Linked DNA regions of Mus musculus: regions 1, 3, 4 and 5 are each linked to region 2. A link is a contact called in public ChIA-PET and HiChIP or PLAC-seq data. All regions are on one chromosome and are shown on one strand. Each heading gives the region's core, a stretch centred on a gene start, on an enhancer-like site or on the middle of the called end of the contact. The rest is flanking DNA. Distances are from core to core; before and after follow the strand shown. Region 1 holds the start of Ccdc138 (coiled-coil domain containing 138). Region 2 holds the start of Septin10 (septin 10). Region 3 holds the start of Edar (ectodysplasin-A receptor). Region 4 overlaps Micu1 (mitochondrial calcium uptake 1). Region 5 has its middle 4.5 kb from the start of Gm46226.

Region 1 (2,700 bases), core at 82-2,581, 720 kb before region 2:
ACACTCCAGAAGAGGGCATCAGATTTCGTTACAGATGGTTGTGAGCCACCATGTGGTTGCTGGGATTTGAAGTCAGGACCTTAGGAAGAGCAGTCTTAACCTTGCTGAGCCATCTCACCAGCCCCTAGGTGGTAGTTTTTAGCAAAAAGTATTTTAAAAAAAGATTACTTTACATATAGGAGTACACTGTAGCTGTCTTCATATAAACCAGAAAGAGGGCATCAGATCCCATTACAGATGGTTGTGAGCCACTATGTGGTTACTGGGAATTGAACTGGGGACCTCTGGAAGAGCAGTCAGTGCTCTTAACCACTGAGCCATCTCTCCAGCTGGCAAAAAAGTATTCTTTAGGCAATGTTTTTATAGTGAGTTTTTTGTCTATTGCTAAAGTATCAACTTCTGTAAGTTAAAAAGTTATCCAGAGAATTTAGGGGCTGCTACAACACATGTCTACTATTTCTCAGTGTTAGTGTATCTCAAAGAAAAACTGAACAGGTAGGAGCTTGTGTGATAAGTTGAACACACCAAGTACTATGTGCTGTTGCATAGCTGGGAAAGAGGTTTCTGTGTTTTAAACGAACATTTTTTCATTTTATGAGGCAGATCACCCGGTAGTTGAGGCAGTTAATTGCCCCAACTGCTTATGACCCTGTAGCCCAGGCTGGCCTCCAGCCTCCACCTTCCCTGCCTATATTCGATTATTTTTGTACCACCTATGGAAACTGGCAAAGGAGTATAATCAGCAGTTAATGCGCTTAGCGCTCAGACATGTCCTGATTTTTCTGTGATTGTAAATCACTTTTGATGAAGAGACCCTGTTTAGTCTAATTTTATGTAGTGCACAGTAAAATTTACCCTGTAGTCCCTGTGGTCTCCAGCCTTGGGGAGCATTCTGGCTCTCTGCTGTGGAGAAGTTATTCGCCTTCCTGCTGGCCGAGCCAGCGCTCTCAAGGGAATCTTTCTTCTCTTCTCCCCCTCCCCCTCTCCCTCTCCCTCCTTTTTTTTTCCTTTTGGTTTTTCGAGACAGGGTTTTTCTGTGTAGCCCTGGCTGTCCTGGAACTCACTCTGTAGACCAGGCTGGCCTCGAACTCAGAAATCCGCCTGCCTCTGCCTCCCAAGTGCTGGGATTAAAGGCGTGGGCTACCACTGCCCGGCAGAACTCACCTTTTTCATGCTTCACATTTATGGCGGGTAAAAGACTTGGAACTGAGAAACTCTAAGGGGCAACCGAGAACTGGGTTGTAGTGTATCCTCCTACCGGCTTCCGGCGTCCTCGGGGGGCGGAGCCAGGCGTCGTGACGTACTGCCCGCCCTGACGTGACTGTGAACCCGGTTTCCCGGGCGACCGCAGTCAGAGACTCACCATGGAGCGCAGGGTGGTCAAGCCACCGGGACAGGATATGGTAGTGGAGCGTCTCAAAAGCCGCTACGGCCTGGCGGGAAGGTGCCCCGTGGAGGTGAGATGGGTGGAAGCCGCGGTGGGCTCTGCTGGGCGGCCGCGGGAGGTCGCTAGCCCTGCCTTCCTCGGGGAGGCTCACTAGAGAGTTCCCGCCCTCGGGGAAACCGCCTCGACGGACGGGGCGTGGCTTTGGTCCTGGTAACCAATGCTGGCGGTGACCAAAGTGCAGCAGGCACGGAAGACACTGTAGTTCCTTCTGGAAAGCATCTTACTCCGAAGTAATTGCAAACTTACAGAAAAGTTGTGGCGATGTGCATTCTTGTAGTCCTCCCTTGAGAGCGCCATTCACCAGGAGAGTCTTGCCATTTTTGAGGCGGGGCCCCCACTGAGGTCTTTGCTAATATCTTGTGAGAGGTCGGCCAGATCACATCTTCGATGAATCCTGGAAGAACAGAAGCGGGAGACCAATTACATACCTCAGTTTGCACGACCAGATTCGGTTTTTTTTTTTAAATCCTCACCCTCTGATAACAGAGTTAGGTGTTTACAGTTCAGCTGAGAAGCCTGCTTGACAGCCCAGCATGGTCAAGGTTATATAAAGCATAACAATGTTGTCTTCAAAAAAATCATCTGAGGTATGGGAACATCATTTACCCTGACTTCTCCAGAAGGTGAGCAAGGTCGCAGGCATTCCTCTGTTCCTTCCCACATTTGCTGGCTTTCCAAAACCCCTTCTTGAGAAATAGCAATATTTCCCAATGTTCCGGTGACCATGACACAAATTCATTCTATCCTCACATAACCTTAATTGAGACTCCAACACATACTCCTCTAGCTTGCTTTTCCTGTGAAGCACATTCTCTTTTAAAGCCTTATTGATATTTTCCAAGAAATTTAGTATTGTGATAATAAACAGGATAGTGTATAGTTTGTACACAGATTACCACAATGATAAAGCATACCCTGGTGCAGATACTACCTGGGGTCCGAACATTACATTTGATTGTGTGTGGTTGCCTTTAATCTACAACAGATGTCCACACCTAGTTTCTTGTAACATTAGTGCTTGCACAAGGTGGAAGACGTGTGTATTAGAATGTCTCTCAGTTTGAGTTTGTCTAACGGATAGCTTCTGATTTGATTCTGGTTTTGTATTCTTGGCAGGAAAACGACATGACTGGTGTGTGGGCTGCTCTGATGAATCAACAGGTACATGCTGTTTGTCTAATTAGTGATGCTGATCTTGGGTTGAGTGGTGCCCCTAGGTTTGTCCATGCTAACCTTTGTAATTATGGAAAAGT
Region 2 (2,700 bases), core at 47-2,546:
AGTTGTATTAGTGTGGATATATCTAACAAGAAATCAAAGTTTCATCATGCTAAAGAATTAGAAGGTACTGATAAATCACTAAATGGATGATAATACTTTTTTATGAGAATAGGTTTACTGGACAGCCATTAAGGTTCGAATAGCTTAGGTACTATGATTTTTTTTTCATGTCAATGATCACGAACCAACTTCACACAGAAATTATAGCATTTATCTATTTCTCATTATTTTTATTTTAGTCTATTGAAATAAGTTCTACAACTAAAATGCAACATAGGAAGATAATAATAAGAGTCACTTGTTTCAGGTAAGTAGAAAGTTATTTGGGAAATGTTGCTTGAGATTAAGAATCCGACAAAAATACTACCAATGCCAAAGGATTCAATAGAGTTAGTTAAGAGGATTACTTTCATTAATATTGGATAAGGGAAATATTAGAGTTTCTTAAAGTAGAGAAAAATAATTTACTGCGTGCAGCTGTTAGGGAAGTAGAAATAGAATCTATTCTACCCCCTGCGACAACTGGAAGATTCCACATACAATCTTAAAATGATGGGAACAAAAGCAAGATTACAAGAGATTGGTATTATGAAAACAGTATGACCTCTCGGATAACTATGGCTTATATCCTATATCAACTAAGATAAGTTTTTCAAGTTATTTGAACCGCACAAAACATTGGATCGGTCAAGTGGTTTGTTTGTTTTTTTTTTGTTGTTTTTTTTTTTTTTCATTACAAGGGGACGGGAAAGCCAAACAAAACCGCCAAGCATTACAGTAAACCCGCGAGCTTTGGAAAATCTAAGGAAGCCGACTTTCCGGTCAGTAGCCATGTACGTGTACACAATTGCACAAAATCAGGCGGATTCCAAGGCCTGATTTAAGTCGGGGAAAAGGAAAAAAAAAACCGTTACAAAGTGATAGGCATCGATCATCATCCTGGATTTCATTTACACCACCCCGCTTTGGCCAGGACCAGGAAGCCTGGAAAATGTAACTTTTCCCCAACATGCAGTCGCTCGCCAGAGCTCTTCAGCCCTCGCCCTGGGGCAACAGGGAGCCCCCTCTCCACGACACGCGGAGTCCCGGAGCCGCACGGTCACAATCTCGCTGGCCCAGAGGCGACCGGGCGGGGCGGGGCGGGGGCTCGGGGAACCCAAGGGCGCGGGGCTCACCAGCTGCTGTACCTCGTCGCATGAGGCCATAGCCCTGGTGGGACGTAGGGAAACGGTGGTCTCAGGCTGGACGCAAACACAGGTCCCGGGCCGCTTCAGAGAGAGACCCGCTGGGCGTAACTGGCGGGACAAGGGGCGTGCCCGGCGCCCCGCAGCCGTTAATGGGCGGGGCGGCCTCTGCTGAGAGGCTGGGGCGGGGCCGAGGCGGAGGGCTGCGGGAACGCGCCAGGGACTACCAGGGTTTCCCGCGCTCGGGGCGAGCTTCTCCCGGGTGTGCCCCACCGGGCGTTTTGACGAAAAGCCAAGTGTGTGGGGAGGGTGAGTGGAAACGTGAGCCTCGGAGGCCAAGCTCTGGGTCCCTCGCCTCCCGCCACTGGCGGAAACAGTGGCTGCGAGCCCGCGCGGAGCCCGGAAGTGGGCGGGGCCTCGGGCCGGGGACTGTCGCCGAGATTGAGTCCCGAGCGGAAGTGGGTGTGGCGGGGCGTGTCCACTGGGACGCGGCCCCAGTGAGGCGGTGTCAGCGCTCGCGGGACTCGAGACTCTTCAAAGCTGGGATCGCGCGTGCTGCCAGCCACTGAGACCCAAGCCGCTCTCCGGGTCCTCCAGGCGTCCGGCCATGGTGTCTGGCTGAGCGCTCCTGGGGCTGAGAAGCTGAGCCGCGGTGAATGGAGGGGTCACTGGAGCTGAGCTCGGAGGCGATCCTGCGCTTCCTCGCCGAGCGTGGGGGCCGGGCGGGACACTCGGAATTGGTGCAACACTTCAGGGACGTCCTGGGTGGCCAGCGCGAACAGCGCACCCGCGCCCGCGAGCGCTTCAAGGAACTGGTCAATGCCGTGGCCACCGTGCGCACCGATCCCGCGGATGGTACCAAGTATGTGCATCTCAAGAAAAGGTTCTGTACGGGGGATTCCCCCCCGCTTGAGGCCAAGCTCCCCCGAGAGCCCCCGCGTATCGAGGTGACTGAGGAGCCTCAAGTCCCGGACCTTGCAGCGGAGCCTTGCGAGGGCAGCCAGCTCCAGGAGGCAAATCCACAGTTGTCTCTCGGACTGGGTGGCGAAGTGAGCGACCAAGAGCCTCCAGCCCCTGCTCAAGGTGGGGCCCAAGGTAAGGACTCGCCACCACAGGAGGTCGAGGCCGTGTCCTGGGCGTCGGGTCCCGGGTCCAGCGAGAACCTTAAACTCCCTCCACAGGGGGAGGCTGAAGGGGGCAGTTCCCCTAGTGGGCCAAACACACCCAGGTCGGCCCGTCAGAACTTTCGGGACCTGGTGTTGGGCAGCTCCCCGCAACTAAAGAGGAGCGTGGGTCCTGGGGACGGTAACGCTGGAGGTCGCAGCAGAGGAGGGGGCGACTCCGATACCGCATCGTTAGCTTCTTCGTCCGCAGAAGAGGAGAGCAGCGTCGGGGCCTCGGTTACCCTGGATCCCCTGGATCACGCCTGGATGCTCTCAGCTTCCGAGGGCAAGTGGGACAGCCTAGAAGGGCTGCTCACTTGTGAGCCCGGCCTGCTCTCGAAGCGAGACTTCAT
Region 3 (2,700 bases), core at 58-2,557, 550 kb before region 2:
GTCCTCGTAAGCCACTCTCTCAAAACATATCTTTAAAGGTTTTAAGCGATCATGACCTAGAATGTCTGTTGTACATCGGGACTTCTCTGTCCTTTTATGCCCTCTTGACTCTTTGATACTTTGAACAAACCTCAGTTTCACTCTGCATTTGAAGGTGTACCCAGGTGCCACTTCAAAACAGCAAGGTAGGGGCCCCAGAAGAAGTAAAGAAGAAGTTGGCCCTGCCACACTCCACCACCTCTCTCTCTCTCTCAACTATGATTTCAGTCTTGAAAAGGGGGACTGTTTCCCACTGACTGTCTAGCAACCTGACTGACCAGGTCTTTGGCCCTTGTCACCTCTCTTGCTTTAGCTGTCCCCTGGTGATGTGGATACTCCAGCAGTGACCTCACCTGCTGCCCCATCTGCCCTGAGATCACACATTTTGCCTTGCAGGAGTTTCTTACCGCAAAGGCTGAAAAATCCAACTCTACTCTCTGCATGAGGCCCTTCTACCCCAGATGCCTCGGAACACTAAAGGAACCTTTGGCTAGAAATGAAAACCTCAAGTGTCACAAAGACCTATCTAACACACTCTCTTCCTCTTCTCCGACAACATAGGACTATGGCATTGGGTCTCAGACTTGATTGGAAGCCTGCCTGAATGGCCTCTTAAGACAATGAGCTACTCTGGGTAGAGGCAGGTGACGAATGCCACTAAAGTCCCAGGTGCCTCTTGCCTTCTTCTGTGAGCGAGTTGGAGAAACTCCGGTCCTCTCCCCAGATGGCAACACGTGTTTTAGTAGCACAAGTACTGTCTGTGACGCACAGTTTGGCACTCTAACCAAAGCGCACTCAACAGCGGAATGAGTTTTCTGATATTTTCTTCAAAACAAAGAAACAACCTCAAGCCTGTGAACTTGTAGCACAGACAGACACACAAGTAATCAGTAACGCTTGTCCAAACGCAACCCAAAAATGACATGCATTTCAAAAATGTACCCGAGATCCTTCCTAGCCAAGGACACCTCGGTTTCGTCCACAGTTGAAGAATACGGAAAACCAGAAGTGAAAGAACCAAGGTTTACCTGGTACCCGAATGAGGTTAGCTTTTCCCAGCAGAAGATGGGTCTACGGAGAAGGCGAGCAGGTAAGGGATGGGGGGCAGGCTTCACAGGCGTCCGTCGGTGTCCTCTCAAAAGCAGAGCTCCACAATCCTGGGGCCAGCCGGGTGACAGCGGCCAGGCACACCTCTGCTGCCAGCGCAACTAACTTTCTATTTTGAAGGGCTCCCGGGAACTCGCTCTTGACTGTTCCCGGTCTGGACTGCGAGTTTACAAACAGTCGAGCGGAGAGGAGGCCCCTCGCTTCAAACCCACCCGCGCCACCTAGAGGCCGCGCCAGGCATCGGCAGTGCAGGAGCCTGGGCACAGCCTCAGGCTCTGCCGCTGAGTGCACCTGGCTCCACAGGACTTCCTGCCCCTTAAGGGACAAGCTGGAATGTGTAAAAAGCATTGAGGTTTTTCCTTTTGGAGTGCGTGGGGGTCTTGCTTCTATCAAAGCAAGTTGGGCCTTTGGGCACAAGAATAATGAAAGATGAAATTTGCATTAAGTTATCATTAATCAGAACTTAAGCACAGCCCCCTTCCCCACAAGATGGTTATAGGTATGATGAATACTGCTGTATCCATTCACGCTCCTTCATGCAGCCTGGAATACACTTGTACATATTTCCAATCTCTCTCCTGCTCACCACAGATTTGAGTCACCATTTTCTCCTCAACATCTTCTCTCCATGTCATTCCAGGTAACTCAATATAGGCTCCAGACAAGTTCAGATAAACATATCTAACTCTTGTAACTACAGTATGTGCCTCATATAAATACAGACTCTACCACTCCAGAGACGTGCACATACCTCACAGAACTCTTGATAGCCCTATGTATCCTTTACATTTCCAGATAACTATATATGCTCCGATAACCTCATATACCCCATGTGATTTGATAGCAAGGAAACGTTAAATGCAAACCTTTTGGTATTGATCAATTCTCTTTCAAAAAATAAGTTATCTGGAAAACACCCAGCCTTAAAAGAATGTAACAGCCTCATTCCTTTCTCCCTCAACCTCATGGTCCCCCGCCACAGTAAGGAGTGGAAACAACAGGTTGTTGTTGTTGTTCTCTTCCTCCTCCTTCTCTTCCTCCTCCTTCTTCTGCTTCTCCTCCTCCTCTTCCTCCTTATTTTCTTTCTTCTTCCTCCTCCTTCCTTCTCTTTCTCCTTCTTCCTTCTTTCTCCTCATCTTCCTTCTCTTCTTCCTCCTCCTCTTCCTTACCTCTTTTCTTCATCTCCCGCCTCCTCCTCCACCTCTTTGTTTTTTTGGAAACAGGGTTTCTCTGTGTAACAGCCTTAGTGATCCTGGAACTTGGTTTGTAGACCAGGCTGGTCTCTAACTCGCATAGACCTACCTGCCTCTGCTTCCCAGGAGCTGGGACTAAAGGCAATTGCTGGCAAGCCAGCCTAGGAGTGGAGCCTTCTATATACTCTGCTCCCGTCCTGTTCCCTCTGCCTTAGATACACTGGAGAAAGCAGGACTCTCAGTAGAGAGACAGATGGCAGAGTACAGGCTTAGGCCGAGGATCCTGAACTTAATGATTATTGCTGTGGGAAAGCACAATGCTCTTTTCTTAGCTTGCTGACCAGTGTGGACAACTCATCCA
Region 4 (2,700 bases), core at 16-2,515, 600 kb after region 2:
CAACATTACCACATCACCTGAGCACACCACCAGCCTTTCTTCCCCTCGTGTAGTTTTGTTTGGGGGGTTTTTTGGTTTTCTTTTTTTGGTTTTTTTCTTTAGGACAGGTTCTTTCTATGTAGTCCAAGCTGCCCTGGAACTCACCAGGAGCCAAAGTTAGCTTGAAAGTCCGTCTGCTTCCCTCAGGTTCCAAATTCGGCATCAGAGCTGTAGACCGTGATCTGCTCTTCAGTTCAGGGAGCTGATCACTGCCGTTAAACTCCACCATTAAACTCCACCGTTAAGTGTCTTTTAGTATTTGAGGTGATGCTTCCCTGTTCAAAATACAGAAACCATGAGTGAGGCCTAGTAGGTAACAGCTGTAATCCCTGCATTCCAGGTGTGAGGAAAGAGGATAAAAAGGTCATGGCCAGCCTGGTCTATGAAAGGGAACTTTGGGCATTATAGTCAGACTTGGTCTCAAACAAAGGAAAATAAAGAAAGTACAGGTGAATATTTAGTTTCTTACCTTACCAGGAAAGAGTTCTTAGGCATAACCAGTTTTTTTTTTACCTACATATCTAGCTATAATGAAGATTTCCATACATAAAATAGACCTAAACAAAGTTAAAAGATAGTCCAACTGAGCAGAAAAATTTACCGTCCTTTAACAAAGGGCAAACATTTTTATCTTATATTAATATCACTGTCCCTATTTTCATATGTATGGGTGTTTTGCCTGCATGTATGTCTGCATACCACGTGGGACTCTCAGACCGACAGTTAGACCCCTTCTTGGTCTGACTAATGATTTTGACTCATGATTCAGTCAGCTGATTTGGTCACAGTCCCAGTTTCCATCCTTCTAATTGTGTTAGGGTCCAGAGTCGCCACACAAATCAATAGGAATACCAATCTCAATTAAGCAAGAGTAGTTTCTTGACTGCATACCTTAATACCGGTCAGACCAGGGTCATAACTCAGAATTATCTAAACTATGACAACAGACATCTTTTTCTGTCAGCTTATAAATAATAATAATAATGACAACAACAATAATAATAACACAATGAGCTCATAGACAGGTGCGAGAAGTGCTGCCCAGTGGTCAGCTCTGACTCAAGCCATTTTAGACAGAACAGTTCATATTGACCTTTAACTTGATGAGTCCTACATAAAGCTTTGTGGAATTTCCTAAGATTAACAACCCTCATACAGAACATAACAGGGCATGTGGTCAGCATGACCCTGCTCTGAGTCAGGTCACTTCTCTGTGTCAGCAACTGGCAGGCATGTTACAGCAACAGTATGAAATAGCTGGTGGCAGGCATGGGACAAAATGGCTACAGCTATACTGTGGGGGTGGGAGGTGGGGAGTGGGCGGGGCGGGGCGGGGCGGGTCAGATCTCAACAATCCACTGGGGCAGGTCTTAAATCCACAGGCTCAGTGATCTTCCCTCCTCAACCTTCCATGTAGTGAGGACTGTAGGAGCGTACCACATTTCCCAGGCCCAACAAAACAGCCACAGAAGACAAGCAAGGTTTACCCTGGAGCACTGTGTGAACCAGGCTGGCCTCCACTTCAGAGGTCTGCCTCCTCAGCACTGGGACAAAGGCATGAGCCACCACGCCCAGCCTTGAGTGCTGGAATTAAAGGTGTTAAAGGTGTTTGCCACCTGGCTCCAGCTTAACCAGTCTTTTAAAATGTAAGAAGTCTTAAGATTTGGAATTGAAAAATATAGTTTAGTTTAGGCCAGGCATATCATGCAGAAGTAAAATAATTTCCCAGCATGCACAAGGACCCAGCACCACAAAACCCAGAGAAGTGTAGCAGTTTAGCTAATACTCTGTAATGTCATGGCGACTGGGATCATCCTGTTAGCCCTTGCTGAGCAGTGAGCTGTGGTGCCCGCATTCCAGACTGTAGACCTTCTTTCTCCACTTGCCAGGAGACAACCTGCACCAGACAGTAAAGATTCCTCTTGTGTTGAGAGACGCCCGTCCATTACATAAACAGATTTCAACTCAAACTTTAAAATACGTCACGATTCCCTTAAGAGGAGGGCTCCCATAGAGAATGGTGCCTGTAAGCCTTTTTCCTTTTCATGAACTAGTGGTATGAAACTCCAGACAGAAAGAACAATGGCACAGAGGCCCTGCCGTTCTGTCCCACTGAAGAGCACAGATGTGTCTGGCTAAGTGGCCTGAGGTCACTGTGCAGTGTGGCTCTGTGCGGTTCAGAAGCTAGGAAAGGCCTGGGGAAGCCTGTCATTCTGAAACACGGATATAGGGAGGGATTTGCAGAGGTTGTAACTGTACAGAGGAGCACACGGGCTTTCCTCATCCCAGAGTGCAGCGCCCTCCAAAGCCTTTGCTGAGCAGTGACACACTCTCAGACACTGATTTCTCTCTCCTTCTACTCGTTTTAGCCTCATTTTTTGGCACTTGTAATAAAACATGTATTTTTTTCTCCCTAGCTTTTCATCTTCCTCGGGTAGATAGATAGATAGATAGATAGATAGATAGATAGATAGATAGATAGATAGATAGGTATCATATAGCTAAATGTATATTATCTGTCCTTCCAAAAGACTAGCCCTCCTGTCACCAAGGAGCAGGGGTGGGAAGGAAAGGTGCACTGTGTTTAGAAAGCCAGGAAGAATCTCCCAGTGTTCGCTGTCTTCTCTTTTTTGGCCCTTCTTTGTGGCCCTGCAGCCCCTG
Region 5 (2,700 bases), core at 54-2,553, 680 kb after region 2:
CCACTCAAGACTGCCTTCATATGCAGTGGCTGGGTAACCTCAGGCATGTCACTCAGCCTCATGTACACAATGAGTGGGGCACAGACACTGGGCTTATTGGATGGTCATGTTGGATAGGAGTCAGCTCCCAAGAAGTGCTTCACACAGTGTCTGGTCACAGCAAGCTCCATCCAAGCGCCATTTGTCCTGTCAACAAAGATTACCTGACACTGATGTCAAGTCCTATTCTAGACCCTGTAACCACAGAGATGACAGAGGAGCCGGTGCTCTTGAGGAAGTGGGGGAGGGGGGAGTGTGTCTGGTTGGCACTCTCTTGGTGCGGAGATTCCAGCCAGAGGGAGCAGTGTGACAGAGGCCTGAAGATGAAGAGGGGCAGGAAAGCACGGGGCAGCATGTAGGCCAGATGGCTGCCTGTAATTATCACACCAGTCATTCGCAATAGTCTTGGGCAGAGAGAAACGTCACTAATACAAAAAAAAAAAAACAAACAAACAAACCTGCGCATACCTCCTCCTGCCTGTCCCCTATGTCATCCCAGAAACATCTCAGCCACCCTTGGTGCCTTTCCTGGCCAGGGTCTAGGAGTGGTTCTGTAAGGCAAAAGAGAAGCTATATGGAACGTGGGGAGACTGGGATATCATTTACCCAAACTCCAGTCATAATATGTTCCCCAAAGCCAGGGCTCAGGCCTACTGTCACCTCCTTAGCCAGTTGGGCAGGAAATAAGGCCCAGCATACAGGCCAGTCAGAGGCAGCAGGCAGCTGTGTAGGTTTACTCAGCCAGGCAACCCCACCAAGGTCTGGTGCCACACCTTGCCCACCCAGCCCTTCTGAGTTGATCTAAATGAAGTCCCTAGGAAGGTCTGGATTGGCTGTCTTAGCTCAGACACTGGGTAGGCTTTCCTTGGGAGAGATGCCTCAGTGTGGTTGACCCCAAAAAGGGCAAGGATCAAGCTTGGGACTTTAGGGGACTCGGGTTGGCTGTTCCAGTATCCTATCTTATTGTGCACCTTTCTTTTGGATGAGGAAGCACAAGAGACAGCAACTTAAACCTATGGGATGCTGAGTGTGTCAGCCAGGCCTTCTTCCTCCATAGTGACATCACCCAAATTGCCCTGACCATGTCACTCCTAGTGATGCTGTCCTGGCTCCACGCAGACAGCATGCCCTGGCATGCACACTGAAGCCTCGAAGCCTTCTCTGCCTCTGGCCCACCTCCTGCTGTTTGCAGCTTGGGGCTGCCCTTCCTCCACCTGCAGTGTTGAACGCCCACCCGGATGCTGAGACATGCACAGATTCTCTCCTCTCCAGCCTTCAGTGCCTGGGCCCCAACCTTCAGCCGTGTCTGCACAGTGGCCTAGCAGTGTCTGCCTCCTTTGGCTTGGCGGGTGCTTGCGCTGTGTGTCACCCTTTCTGTTCCACACACACACACACATCACACACACCAGCTGTGTGACTCCACAGTGGGGGAGGACAGAAGGGACCCCTGGGCAGAGACAGCTGTCTGACTTACCATCTCCTTTGCAGAGCACCTGTGGGCCACTTTGCAGCCACAAATTCAGACCAGGGTGTGTCTAAGGCAAAAGACCCACCAGATAGTAGGCCTCACGACTAGCAAGGAGGGTCTTTCTCCATTGCCCCACCTCCTGAGGGAAGCAGAATCCTACTGAAAATGTCCCCAGTTCCTCTCCCTAAGAGAACTCAGAACCAGGAGTCAGTTTGAGAATGGCCAGGGAGCAGCCACTGTCTCCTGCCCTCAGCCTGTGCCAGGCGGCACCACCCATGTCTGGAATCAGAAACAGTTCTGTTCTCGGCTTCCCCAGTGCTATCCTGGCCAGTAGCCTCCAGGTTACCTCTGGCATCATTGCCACCTACTGGCGACCAGCCATGGCCCTGTGTTCTAACATTGACATCCTAGACCCCAAACTGTCCTTAGCCACAACGGAGAGCTACCACCAGCACTGCAAGAGCCACCCAGGTAGCAGATGTGTTCTGTAAGAGGGTCAGCCTCCAAGGCACGGGGCCCTCCCGGAAGGCTGCGGACCTGTCTCTGCGAGGGAGGCTGGGGGGTGGGGGTGGGATCTGAAGCAATGTGTAAAAGACCACATGGATACCAAGGTCCAGTCCCAGCAGGAACAGAAAACACTCACTCGCCGCTGGTAGTGTTTGTAAAATTCATCATAATGACTGCCATCATTCTCCCACAGGCCTCCCCATTTATCATCTAGCCTGCCAACCTCTGTCAGCCACCAAGTTTGCAGGTGTTCAAGTTCCTGGACACTAGCATGACTCAGTGCAGGACCCCAAAACCCCAAGGGTCACGAGTCTTCAGGACCCTGAGCTCTGCCTTCGCTAGCTCATTGCTGAACCTGGTGGGATCACAGCCCACGGGATCAAATAGCATGAGCTACATCTGCCAATATTAATAGCTCCAGAGCCTGGCTGCCTGGGCTGCCGCAGCCTGAGCTGAAACACAATTCGAGGAACTGTTGTTGACTTAGCTCTGTTTCCAGCTAGGAAGGCGGCTGGGAGGGACATGGGAAAGGTTGGGACAGCGAGTGAGCAGGGATTATGGTGGAAGAAATAGGGGAGGGGAGGGGACCCCCCTGACTTCTTACAGCTTCTCATTCTGTGTCCTGAGAACCCAGGAGCATAGCTTGAAGACTGGATGTCACTCCAGGGAGCTGTTGATGTCAGTGC

Evidence for each region. ChIA-PET counts read pairs in DNA pulled down with a chosen protein or histone mark. HiChIP or PLAC-seq counts read pairs in DNA pulled down with a chosen protein or histone mark.
Region 1: a contact with region 2 is called in an H3K4me3 HiChIP or PLAC-seq map of forebrain, with 4 times the contacts expected there. The contact joins the promoter of Ccdc138 here to the promoter of Septin10 in region 2. A contact is called at or near these places in 2 of 39 promoter capture datasets (cranial neural crest and hippocampal neurons) and 2 of 115 datasets of contacts at active chromatin or transcription factors (astrocytes and forebrain).
Region 3: an H3K4me3 HiChIP or PLAC-seq map of embryonic forebrain shows a contact between it and region 2, with 4 times the contacts expected there. The contact joins the promoter of Edar here to the promoter of Septin10 in region 2. A contact is called at or near these places in 2 of 39 promoter capture datasets (the SN4741 cell line and hippocampal neurons), 1 of 484 Hi-C or Micro-C datasets (forebrain) and 2 of 115 datasets of contacts at active chromatin or transcription factors (astrocytes and embryonic forebrain).
Region 4: an H3K27ac HiChIP or PLAC-seq map of embryonic stem cells shows a contact between it and region 2, with 5 times the contacts expected there. The contact joins the enhancer-like site here to the promoter of Septin10 in region 2. A contact is called at or near these places in 6 of 39 promoter capture datasets (cranial neural crest, embryonic stem cells, hematopoietic stem and progenitor cells and 3 more), 1 of 15 datasets of contacts at CTCF or cohesin (the NIH/3T3 cell line), 1 of 484 Hi-C or Micro-C datasets (the C2C12 cell line) and 8 of 115 datasets of contacts at active chromatin or transcription factors (bone marrow-derived macrophages, embryonic hindbrain, embryonic stem cells and 2 more).
Region 5: an RNA polymerase II ChIA-PET map of memory CD8 T cells shows a contact between it and region 2, with 21 read pairs. The contact joins the enhancer-like site here to the promoter of Septin10 in region 2. A contact is called at or near these places in 6 of 39 promoter capture datasets (cranial neural crest, embryonic stem cells, liver and 3 more), 6 of 484 Hi-C or Micro-C datasets (B cells, embryonic stem cells, hematopoietic stem and progenitor cells and 3 more), 16 of 115 datasets of contacts at active chromatin or transcription factors (astrocytes, bone marrow-derived dendritic cells, bone marrow-derived macrophages and 13 more) and 2 of 9 other capture datasets (adipose tissue and liver).

Annotation. Positions count from the first base shown.
Region 1 is chr10:58,496,606-58,499,305 of GRCm38.p6, forward strand. Ccdc138 (coiled-coil domain containing 138) reads left to right here and starts at 1,332. Exons shown (of 16, transcript NM_001162956.1): 1 at 1,332-1,457; 2 at 2,564-2,608. The coding sequence starts at 1,365.
Region 2 is chr10:59,220,204-59,222,903 of GRCm38.p6, forward strand. Septin10 (septin 10) reads right to left here and starts at 1,297. Exons shown (of 10, transcript NM_001024911.3): 1 at 1,188-1,297. The coding sequence starts at 1,205. It overlaps Sowahc (sosondowah ankyrin repeat domain family member C), which reads left to right and starts at 1,719. Exons shown (of 1, transcript NM_172939.3): 1 at 1,719-2,700. The coding sequence starts at 1,841.
Region 3 is chr10:58,674,389-58,677,088 of GRCm38.p6, forward strand. It overlaps Edar (ectodysplasin-A receptor), which reads right to left and starts at 1,308. Exons shown (of 12, transcript NM_010100.3): 1 at 1,068-1,308.
Region 4 is chr10:59,820,291-59,822,990 of GRCm38.p6, forward strand. All of the region lies in intron 8 of Micu1 (mitochondrial calcium uptake 1), which reads left to right. Among named protein-coding and RNA genes, the nearest start is that of Gm23803, 3.8 kb to the left of the region's middle. Within about 2 kb of position 1,266, at least 28 of the 459 cell types and tissues checked have an H3K27ac peak or open chromatin away from gene starts, as enhancers often do. A contact at or near this core is called in the C2C12 cell line, the NIH/3T3 cell line, embryonic stem cells and 1 more, where this site is marked.
Region 5 is chr10:59,900,923-59,903,622 of GRCm38.p6, forward strand. No RefSeq gene overlaps it. Among named protein-coding and RNA genes, the nearest start is that of Gm46226, 4.5 kb to the left of the region's middle. Within about 2 kb of position 1,304, at least 54 of the 459 cell types and tissues checked have an H3K27ac peak or open chromatin away from gene starts, as enhancers often do. A contact at or near this core is called in memory CD8 T cells, where this site is marked.